Linked DNA regions of Triticum aestivum: region 2 is linked to region 1. Evidence: chromatin contacts called from public Hi-C data. All regions are on one chromosome and are shown on one strand. The core of a region is the stretch at or near the end of the contact, and the rest is flanking DNA. Distances in the headings are between cores, read along the strand shown.

Evidence for each region. Hi-C and Micro-C count contacts between places; a contact is called where the count stands out from the background.
Region 2: a Hi-C map of leaf shows a contact between it and region 1, with 3 times the contacts expected there. The contact joins the promoter of LOC123072029 here to the promoter of LOC123072025 in region 1. A contact is called at or near these places in 2 of 5 Hi-C or Micro-C datasets (both in leaf).

Annotation. Positions count from the first base shown.
Region 1 is chr3B:725,270,225-725,275,056 of IWGSC CS RefSeq v2.1, reverse strand. LOC123072025 reads left to right here and starts at 2,450. Exons shown (of 1, transcript XM_044495588.1): 1 at 2,450-3,254. The coding sequence starts at 2,450. The coding sequence ends at 3,025. LOC123072027 (a long non-coding RNA gene) reads left to right here. Exons shown (of 3, transcript XR_006434800.1): 1 at 1-11; 2 at 827-1,238; 3 at 1,339-1,402.
Region 2 is chr3B:725,470,707-725,475,538 of IWGSC CS RefSeq v2.1, reverse strand. It overlaps LOC123072029 (exocyst complex component EXO70B1), which reads right to left and starts at 2,599. Exons shown (of 2, transcript XM_044495590.1): 1 at 393-2,599. The coding sequence starts at 2,417. The coding sequence ends at 414.

The sequences.
Region 1 (4,832 bases), core at 1,201-3,700:
TCACACCTCATGTACTTAAGCTTTTATCTTAGATGGGTTTCATCTGTTCTAGATTTGCACGTTTCTTGGCAATTTCAAGTTTGTTCCTTATATTCCTTTGGTACGGCTGATTTGGCTGCATGGCTCGATCCAGATGTATACCATTTGTGTTGATAATCTAGAATAGAGTGCTCTCTGATGCTTGTACTTTTGTACAGATGTGATTTCCTTTTGTTTGCTTGTAATCCCCTTCGTTTGAACTGGATAGGTCTCTCCTCATCCTGTTGCTGCCTAGATCCGAATTTACTGTGATGTTTTTAGACAATATATGTGACGGATAATCATGAGAGAAAAATGTTATCCTTACCCATGCGTATGTGCCACATCGGCTTAATTTTGCCAACATGTGTTCTTTGCGGTGCTAATTCATACAGTCCCAACTTTTTGCACTGCCCATTCTCATGTAAAGAAAAAACCTAAGTTGCTCCTTTGCTTGGTTTCTGATGGATAGCATCTATGGCCTGGGTTAGATGTGCAGAAAACAATGATGATGCATTTGTGGTTCCTGATCAGCACCATGCTGATATGGTCTGTGATCTCAACCCTGAAGTAGAAGGTGTTTAATCTGAAGCATTTTCCTATTTCTGCAATCTTGTAGTATTGCCTTCTTGCCAACTCACATGTGCCATGGATAGATACAAGTGCCCTTCCCCAATGTGCAGAATTGGCGGTTGTTAACATCTTTGTTATGCCTAGCATCAGAAATTTTTGTTAGACATTTTTAACATATATCTTCTGTGTTTTTTTGCCAACTCTTTCTAATCCATATTCCCTTCAAATTCCGCAGATTTGTCTTAGGTTCAGTTCAACTAAGAATGCAAGATGACAAAATGCGACAAATGGTTGAAAAAATGTGCAGTTCTGCCCCCAGAGAAAAAGATGCCATCCAACAATATGCATAGTTGGGTTCCTTGGAAACATCACCCTTGAACTTTATGACAGCTTGGAACAGATGCTTCCACACATAACCTCCCTAGTTCGATTCTTTCATTTTGCCTATGTTGTTTTAGTGCTTCCAAGAATATGTGTACTGTAGTCATGCCTGGCAGTGGGAGCAAGCACGTGGCCCATCACAAAAATTGCAAAAATGCAATATCTTTAAGCAAATATGCATCTGGTGCCTTCAGATTGTGTGTTTCTTTATCACTGAGACAAATAAGCATCTTGATCGATCTTGATATAACTAGTTTCCTCATCAGGTGAGGAATTCTTCAGCTTTTACTTCTTGATTTAGTTGGTTGATGATGTTTTCATGGCTAATGGTGCTTTTTTCTGTTGTTAAAAAATGCAAATGATTAGGTTCTATTGATTGCTCCTACGAATGCAAATGATTAGGCATAACAGAGTATGTTGGAAATTTGTCTACCCTGTGTGTGATAATCTGTTGATTGCTCCTACCAATCCTAGTTAAGTTCAGACATGCACCAGTGCAAATGGCATGTGGGACGATCAGAAGATTTGTGTGTTAATGTTGATGCATTAAATGTACAAATCATTTTTATTAACATGGTAATAGTTTTTCAGCTACTATCTTGCAGGGTCAGGTCTGTTTACCCACTAATTTATGCAACATTCACAAAAATCTTAATAAGGTTGTTAAGACTTTCAGCTTGCCGGTGGTTAGACAAAATTCAGTGCTCCTGACTCGGTCATTATTGTTATGCGCAACTTGGCATTTGCCCCTGATCCTGTAAATTAGTTTTACAGCCTCAAAATCGACATCATCTTAGTGAGCTGCTGTTTAGGCGGCCTAGTGATTTGGTTATTTATTACTCCCTCCGTAAACTAATATAAGAGCGTTTAGATCACTACTTTAGTATTCTAAACGCTCTTATATTATTTACAGAGGGAGTAATTATTACTAGATCCGTGTCTGTTGGACATAGTTAAGCCACGTGTGCAATAACCGAGCTGGTGGTCGGCCGTGCCTGCCGGGATTCCTTTGACTGTGCCCGTGGGAGATGTACTATGGAGAGGATGTGGAGTCGAATGGACCTGAGAACAACTACTTAAATGCCTAGATTCTGTACCTACACGTGCTAGCTGGCCTGCCCACAATACACGCGATGGTGCAGCGATACGAGGGAGCATGAACCAGAAATACCGAGAGGGCACACATCCCTAGCGCACGTGAATGGCCAGGATACCGGCCTACCTGATGCTCGGCCTCCATTCGCATTTTCCGCCTCCCCCATTCCATTTCTAGTTAACCTAAACCCTAGGCAGACCAACTCCCTCCAATCCCGCAGCCGCCACCTCTCTCCTCGCAATCCGCACGCACCCAATCCCCTACCTCCACTTGGCCAGATCCACCAGCCAAACCCCACCCGATCTGGACCGCCAGATCTCAGATCCGACGGCCCAGAGAGCCTCCCGCAGCGCTCGATCCGATCTGGATCGAGGCAACCGTCTCCACCCGCCTCTGCTCGTCTCCACGCCTCCGGCGGCCGCAAGCCACCGGAGCACCAGGATCCCGTGCCACGGGCGCATCTCCGGCAAGCCACCGGCGACCAGGACCAGGCGTGTTCCGCCACACCTCTCGCTCCTTCTTTCCTTCCTCTTCCTCACCTTTTTTTCCCGTCACTCCCGCAGGAGCCGAACCCCGCTGCCAGGCACGCCGCCGCCCCCGTGCTCCGCCTCTGCTCCCTTGGAACGGGACGAGATCGGCCAGTCCCGTGCCCTTCGCCGCCTCCCTACACCTTCGTCGCCCCGTCAAGTTCTGCGCCAAGCTGCTGCCTCGCCGTCCAGGACACCGCTGGCCTCCTCTTCTTCCGATGCGCGAGGAGGACGACGCATCCAGCGGGCGCCTGCTCGTCCGCCCGTTGACCGCGCCTCTGCTTCCCCTGCTCCAGTTCGAGCGCTGCTGCCGCGGCCTCTGCTTCCTTTGCATCGAGCAAGAGCTCGCCTGCTCAAGCCTCTGCTCGCGCCGTTGTCGGATCGAGCGACAGAGAGCGCTCGCGTTGACCGCGCCCACTCCACCTCCTGATTCGATCGCTCCAAGGCCCAGCATCCGCATCCAGATCTACCGGCCTGCCAGGCCTCTCCACCAGCCGGGACGAAGCCCATGGTTGAGGCCCCAGCGCCTCCCTTTTTTTCCTTCTGTTGGGCCTGCTCCAGTCAGTTTCGGCCTGTTTAGGTTTTTTTACCAGTCCGACGAATTTGTCTAATTATCCAGTGTATTACAGTTTTGCAGAAAAACCCTGTTTATTCATGCATATAATAACTCATTGACCGTGCATCGGATTAAAATGATTTAAACATGTAAAATGCTTAGAATTTTGTGTAGATTAATAATTTGCAACTCTCATCCATGTTAAATATGTTTAAACTTGTTGTTTTTTTAATTTTGCATAATGCCATGTTAAAATGATTTATTTTATAACTAATTAACCTTAGCTCCATTTTAAATAAACTTTATATGTAAATGGGGTGGAAAAATGCCTAGTTTAAGATGGTGCACTTTATTTTCCTGTTTAACAACAATAAAATATGGTTTTAGGCAGAACAGTATCAAATCTAAAATACAGACATGAGGATTTTTTGGAATTGTTGTTCGTTGTTCCGGCCTCATTTAAACTTGCCTAAATAGGTAGTTTTATTATGCTTCACCTCTTGCCATGTTTAACAAAATTTAATATTGATGAGTATCTAAACAAGAGTGAACTAAATAATTGTTGTGGTGTTCCGTCAATATGCAACTCGTTGCATATTGAGCTCCACTTAATTTGTAGTATTGTTTGTTGCACTTTGACATGCCATGCCTCATTAAACCGGACATGCATCATACTTGGTTGTGCATCATGCCATGATTATGTGATGGTTGTTTACCCTGTTGTTTGCTTCTTTCCAGTTTGCTTCTCTCGGTAGCTTCGTTTTTGTTCCGGAGTTGTGAGGATTCGTTCGACTACGTGGGTTCGTCTTCTTCTTGGACTCGTTCTTCTTCCTTGCGGGATCTCAGGCAAGATGACCATTACCCTCGATATCACTTCTATCTTTGCTTGCTAGTTGCTTCGTTCTATCGCTATGCTGCGCTACCTATCACTTGTTTACCATGCCTCCCATATTGCCATGCCAGCCTCTAACCTTTTCACCCTTCCTAGCAAACCATTGCTTGGCTATGTTACCGCTTTGCTCAGCCCTTCTTATAGCGTTGTTAGTTGCAGGTGAAGTTGAAAATTGCTCCATGATGGACAGGATTATTTTGGGATATCACAATATCTCTTATTTAATTAATGCATCTATATACTTGGTAAAGGGTGGAAGGCTCGGCCTTATGCCTGGTGTTTTGTTCCACTCTTGCCGCCCTAGTTTCCGTCATACCGGTGTTATGTTCCTTGATTTTGCGTTCCTTACGCGGTTGGGTGATTTCTGGGTCCCCCTTGACAGTTCGCTTTGAATAAAATCCTCCAGCAAGGCCCAACCTTGGTTTTAACATTTGCCACCTAAGGCTTTTTCCCTTGAGTTCTGCAGACTCAAGGGTCATCTTTATTTTTACCCCCCGGGCCAGTGCTCCTACGAGTGTTGGTCCAACCTGGGCGATGTCCGGTGCCCCCTGGGCAACCAGGGTCTATGCCAACCCGCCGTCTTGCCCATCCGGTGTGCCCTGAGAACGAGATACGTGCGACTCCTATCGGGATTTGTCGGCACATCGGGCGGCTTTGCTGGTCTTGTTTTACCATTGTCGAAATGTCTTGTAAACCGGGATTCCGAGACTGATCGGGTCTTCCTGGGAGAGGTAATATCCTTCGTTGACCGTGAGAGCTTGTGATGGGCTAAGTTGGGACACCCCTGCA
Region 2 (4,832 bases), core at 1,350-3,849, 200 kb before region 1:
TTTTATTTGAAAGAGGATTCCAACGGTATAGTGTTTTGGGACATATAGTTTATATTTTATTAGTCAAATTTATAGTGAAAGTTTGAGCCTAAATACGAGGGGGCCCAATAAACCCGTGCGGAGGGAGTATATTTGTGATGTATTTTTACAATCGCAGGATAAAATAGGGGTGCAATCTATGTAGTATCTCAGTAGTTAGGTAAACTTACTAATTTTTAGCATATGTCATACTAAATGCTCAATTGAATTGCAAGGTAGAAGGTACCATTATGATCCTGCAAATCTAATTATGCAGCTGCTAAAAAGAAAAACCTGACTGCACAGCCTTCTATAAACCGATATGAACAATCTATGGAAGCACAATCTGAAAGTTATAGCACTTTAGCACTCACCTTCAAACATAGACAGTTTGATCAAGCATTCAATTTTTTCCCTTCAAAGAAATCTGAGACCTGGTTCTCCACATCCTCAGGGTTGTACTTTATATACTTTGCGAAATTCCTTCCCCCCTCCAGCTGCCCTCGGAACCTTCCAACAAACGAACGGTATGCTGGAAGGACCTTCTCTGAGATGGAAATCTTCAACTCTTCTCTTAACTGAGGATCCACAACCTTCCATGCTGTCTGTGTCCTGTATAACTCCTCGTAAGCCAAGTTGAAGCTCTTGAACCTTTCCTTCAGGGCAGCCTTGAGTGCACTCGATGAACCTGTTGTCTGTGGCAACCCATCATCCCTCAGGCAAGCTAATACCCTGGTCCATGAGGATCGGAGGTACCCTGTAGAGTACCTCCTTATCTGACCACGGCGCTTACGGATCCAGTTATCCCCAAGCAAACTCTTTAGCTCTGAATCCTTGATCTTCTGCACAACATACCACAGATTGTTCATCAAAAATATGTTCTGCAGTGCCTCATCATCATACAGCTTCGCTTTATCCTCAATCTTGTCCAATAGATGTGTGATCAGTATGAGCAGACAGTGACCCAGTGGAGTCATATCCGCATTGTCACCCCCATTTTCCAGCTCAGTCTCGCAACCATCAAGAAGATGATTCAGCCAGCGGCTGTAATCTGCAAGCAGTCGCACATAATTCATGACATAACGCGTAAGCGGGTGGATCTCGCCCCCTGGCAGTGATCTGCGAGAAGTCTCCCCACGTATCGCATTGGCAAACTCAGCGACCGTGCCACGCACCGCATCCCCTAGCCTGACAAGTATCCCCTCTGCCTCTTCCTTGATGAAATCCCTTGCATCCCCTGAGAACAAGGCCTCGAGCTCTGGCAGCAACTCAGCTAGCGCCTCGTACATACCAAGAATGCGGAACAGCTTCTCGGACGATCTCTTGCCAATCGCAATGGCATCACCGAAGTTGAGCAGCTGCAGGACACACCCCTTGGCCGCCTCAGTAAAGCACTCCTCCTCGGCATCTGCGTCGGCCGCAAGGATCTGGCCACAGATGCGGCGCTCCTCGGCGAGAAGGCCCTGGACGACGACCCTGAGAGCCTGGATCCACTTCTTCATCTTGCCATCGAGGACGCCCCACTCCACGCGCTGCACCTCTTCCAGGCTCATCTTGTCGACCCCAAGCACGGCGAGGCACTCCATGAGCGTGTCCCGGCGCACCTCGCTGTAGACCTGGCAGAGCTCCGGCCCATAGCCAGCGCGCAGCATGACGTCCGCGATGTCCTTGAGGGTGCTGACGGTGTCGGGGGAAATGAGGTAGGGCGAGATCTCGCCATCGGAGGCGGAGCTCCACCTGCCCGCGCCGGAGGACTCGTCGCCCTCGTCGGCGTGGCTGGCGAAGGAGGGGCAGTCGAGGTCGACGGAGGAGGCGGAGTGGAAGGTGGGCACCGTGAGCGAGAGGCGGCGGAGGAGGGACGCGTGCAGGTCCTCGGCGGCGAGCGACGCGGTCCCGCGGATGAGCAGCTGGCGGAACTCCTCCTCGAGGCGCGCCATGGCGACCTGCAGCGCGGCCTCGACGCGCGGGCCGGCCTCGCCCATGAGGCAGGCGGCCGCGGCGAGGTACTCCTCGGCGTCCTCGGGCGACTCGAACACCAGCCGGTCCCCGGCCGCGGGGGAGTCCCACTGCTCCACCAGCCGCAGCGCTTCCTCCACCGCCGCGTCTCTCTCGTCCTCCAGGTCGTCGTCGTCGCCGCCGAAGCCGGGGCCGGGCGGCCCCCGCTCCCGCCCGTACTCCCCCTCCTCCTCCTCTTCCCCCTCCGGCAGCTCGGAGCCGGCCGCGGCGTCGGGGGCGCCGGCGTCCGGGAAGAGGTCGGACATGAGGGAGAAGCGGTTGTCGAAGCCGGAGAGGATGCGGATCATGTCGTCCGCGGCGTTCTTAGAGTTGGCGAGCGACTTGACGATCTGCTGCGCCGCCGCGATCACCTTCTCCTGCCCGTCGGGCGGCGCCGCCGCCATCCCGTCCCCGCGCCGCGCCGCGCCGCTCGCCTGCGCTCTTGGATCGGAGGAGGGCGATGAGGGCGGTGTGAAAGGGGGCGGGGAGTCGCGGAGGCGGAAGGGGGGAGGGGAGAGGAGGAAGGGGGAGGGAGCCGAGTCGCTGATTTGCTGAGCTGGCCTTGGGTTTGGGTTTGAGCGAGTCGTCGTCGGGTGGTTTAGATGTCTGTCTGGGCTAAAAAAGGTTGGACTGACGATCTTTTCCTGCTTTGATCACAGGCTTTATCGTACGGATCGGACCGGGATCGGATTCGTTCCGGCGACCATACACTAGCTCACTTTTGTGCCGTCCATGCACTCGACTTTGTATCGTCTCTTCTGATATTTTTCTCCAAACACGGTACAGACACGAGACGCCAGTGGCGGAGCTTGACAAGAATCAATGGGGGGGCCAAGGACAAAAAAAACTGAAGCAACTTCAGCAAACCATAAACTTGTAGCCACCAGGCAATTTTACTTATATAGTTATATTACCCATATTGGTCAAAAAATACATGTCTGATTAGCATTTAGCAATATATACTTCAGATGAGAACTAAGCACACCGCAAGTAGTATTTCCGAGTCTCAAATCAAAATTCCCCCTACCGCCCGACCCCCGCGTCCCTCTCTGAGGCGACACGGGGGGAACCCAACATCCCCGCCGCCGGCCCCCTTCCTCGCCTCCCTCCCTCACCGCCGCCGTGGACCACTGCGGGGCAAAGCCCTGGCAGCGCCGGCGGCCGCGGGGCTTCTCCCCGGCGCAGCTCCGGCGAGGTGGTCCTGGCAAAGATGGGCAGCGGTGTGTTGGTGGCGAACGGGCGCGACGGCATGATGGAGGCGACGGCGTGAGCTACCGGCCAGGTTTGGTGGCGGCGTTGTGATGGCTCGGCTAGGAGGGCGTTCCTGGCGAGCAGCGAGCGCCGGTCACCTACGATCTGTGTGGCGAGCGACGGCGCTCTCGCGGTGGCGCTGGCGTGGGTGCTGCCCGCGGCTAGGCGGGTCAGATCTGAGCCTGTTCGGGTCCGTACCGGGCCCTTGGTGTTGGGGACGTCGCAAGGCCGTCCCTTGGAGCGGGTGACGGCCGTCGTGGGCGGTCTTGGCCCTTGCTGGAGGTGCGGAGTGGCTGCTGTTCTTCAGCTAGGTTGGAGGTGTTGGTTGGGAGTGTAGGTGGTTCTTTCTCAGAAATGGTAAGTTGGAAGTGTAGGTTTAGTCTGATGGCTCTCTCCACGAATGAAGAGGAGGTGGAGGGGTATATATAGCCTCCACACAAAATCTAACCGTTACACACAATTTATCAAACTCGGTGGGACCGATTCAACAGACTCGGTCGGACCAATTTAGTAAACCTAGTGACCGTTAGTGATTTTCGGTGGGACTGACATGCAACTCAGTGAGGCCGATTCGGTTAGGGTTAGGGCATAACATAATCTCGGTAAGACCGATTACACAAACTTGGTGAGACCGATTTTGATAATAAGCTTTCCAGAGAGTTGGTCAGGTAAACTCGGTGGGACCAATTTGCTCTTTTCGGTGAGACCGAAATGTGACAAAAGGGAAACAGAGAGTTTACATTGCAATCTCGGTGGGACCGATTGCTCACTTCGGTTTGACCGAAACGTTACGAAGGAAAACAGAGAGATTACAATCCCATCTCGGTGAGACCGAGATCCCTATCGGTAGAACCGATTTGCCTAGGGTTTGTGGCAGTGGCTATGACATTTGAAATCGGTGGCGCCTGATAAGAAGAATCGGTGTGACCGATTTTGGCTTTGGGTTTAGGTCATTTGTGGATGTGAGAAAGTAGCTGAGGGTTTTGGAGCATATCACTAAGCACATGAAGCAAGAGGCTCATTAAGCAACACCTCATCCCTCCTTGATAGTATTGGCTTTTCCTATAGATTCAATGTGATCTTGGATCACTAAAATATAAAATGAAGAGTCTTGAGCTATTGAGCTTGAGCCAATCCTTTGTCCTTAGTATTTTGAGGGATCCACTTTCATCATCCATGCCATGCCATGCCATTCATTGAGCTTTCCTGAAATATATGTCTTGGAATAGCATTAGCTCAATGAGCTATGTGTTGTTATGAATTACCAAAACCACCTAGGGATAGTTGCACTTTCAGGTTGCTTCTCGTCGGTGATGTTGGTGGAGGTATGGTTCGTGCTCTCTCGGCAGTGTGGGTGGTGCTGGTCCACGGCTACGCGGCTTCAGCGGATTTGCTGTGGTGACGGCGGTGCGAGGCTTCAGGGACGGTGCCGCCATGCACCTTGTCGGAGTGGAGATGCGCAACATTACGGATGAGAATCATGTTCGGTTTTGGCCGGCCGGCGTCGATGGCACCCGCGGGTGTCGTTTCTCTCCCTGGAGGCGACGTCGAGTGTGTCGCCATCTCCC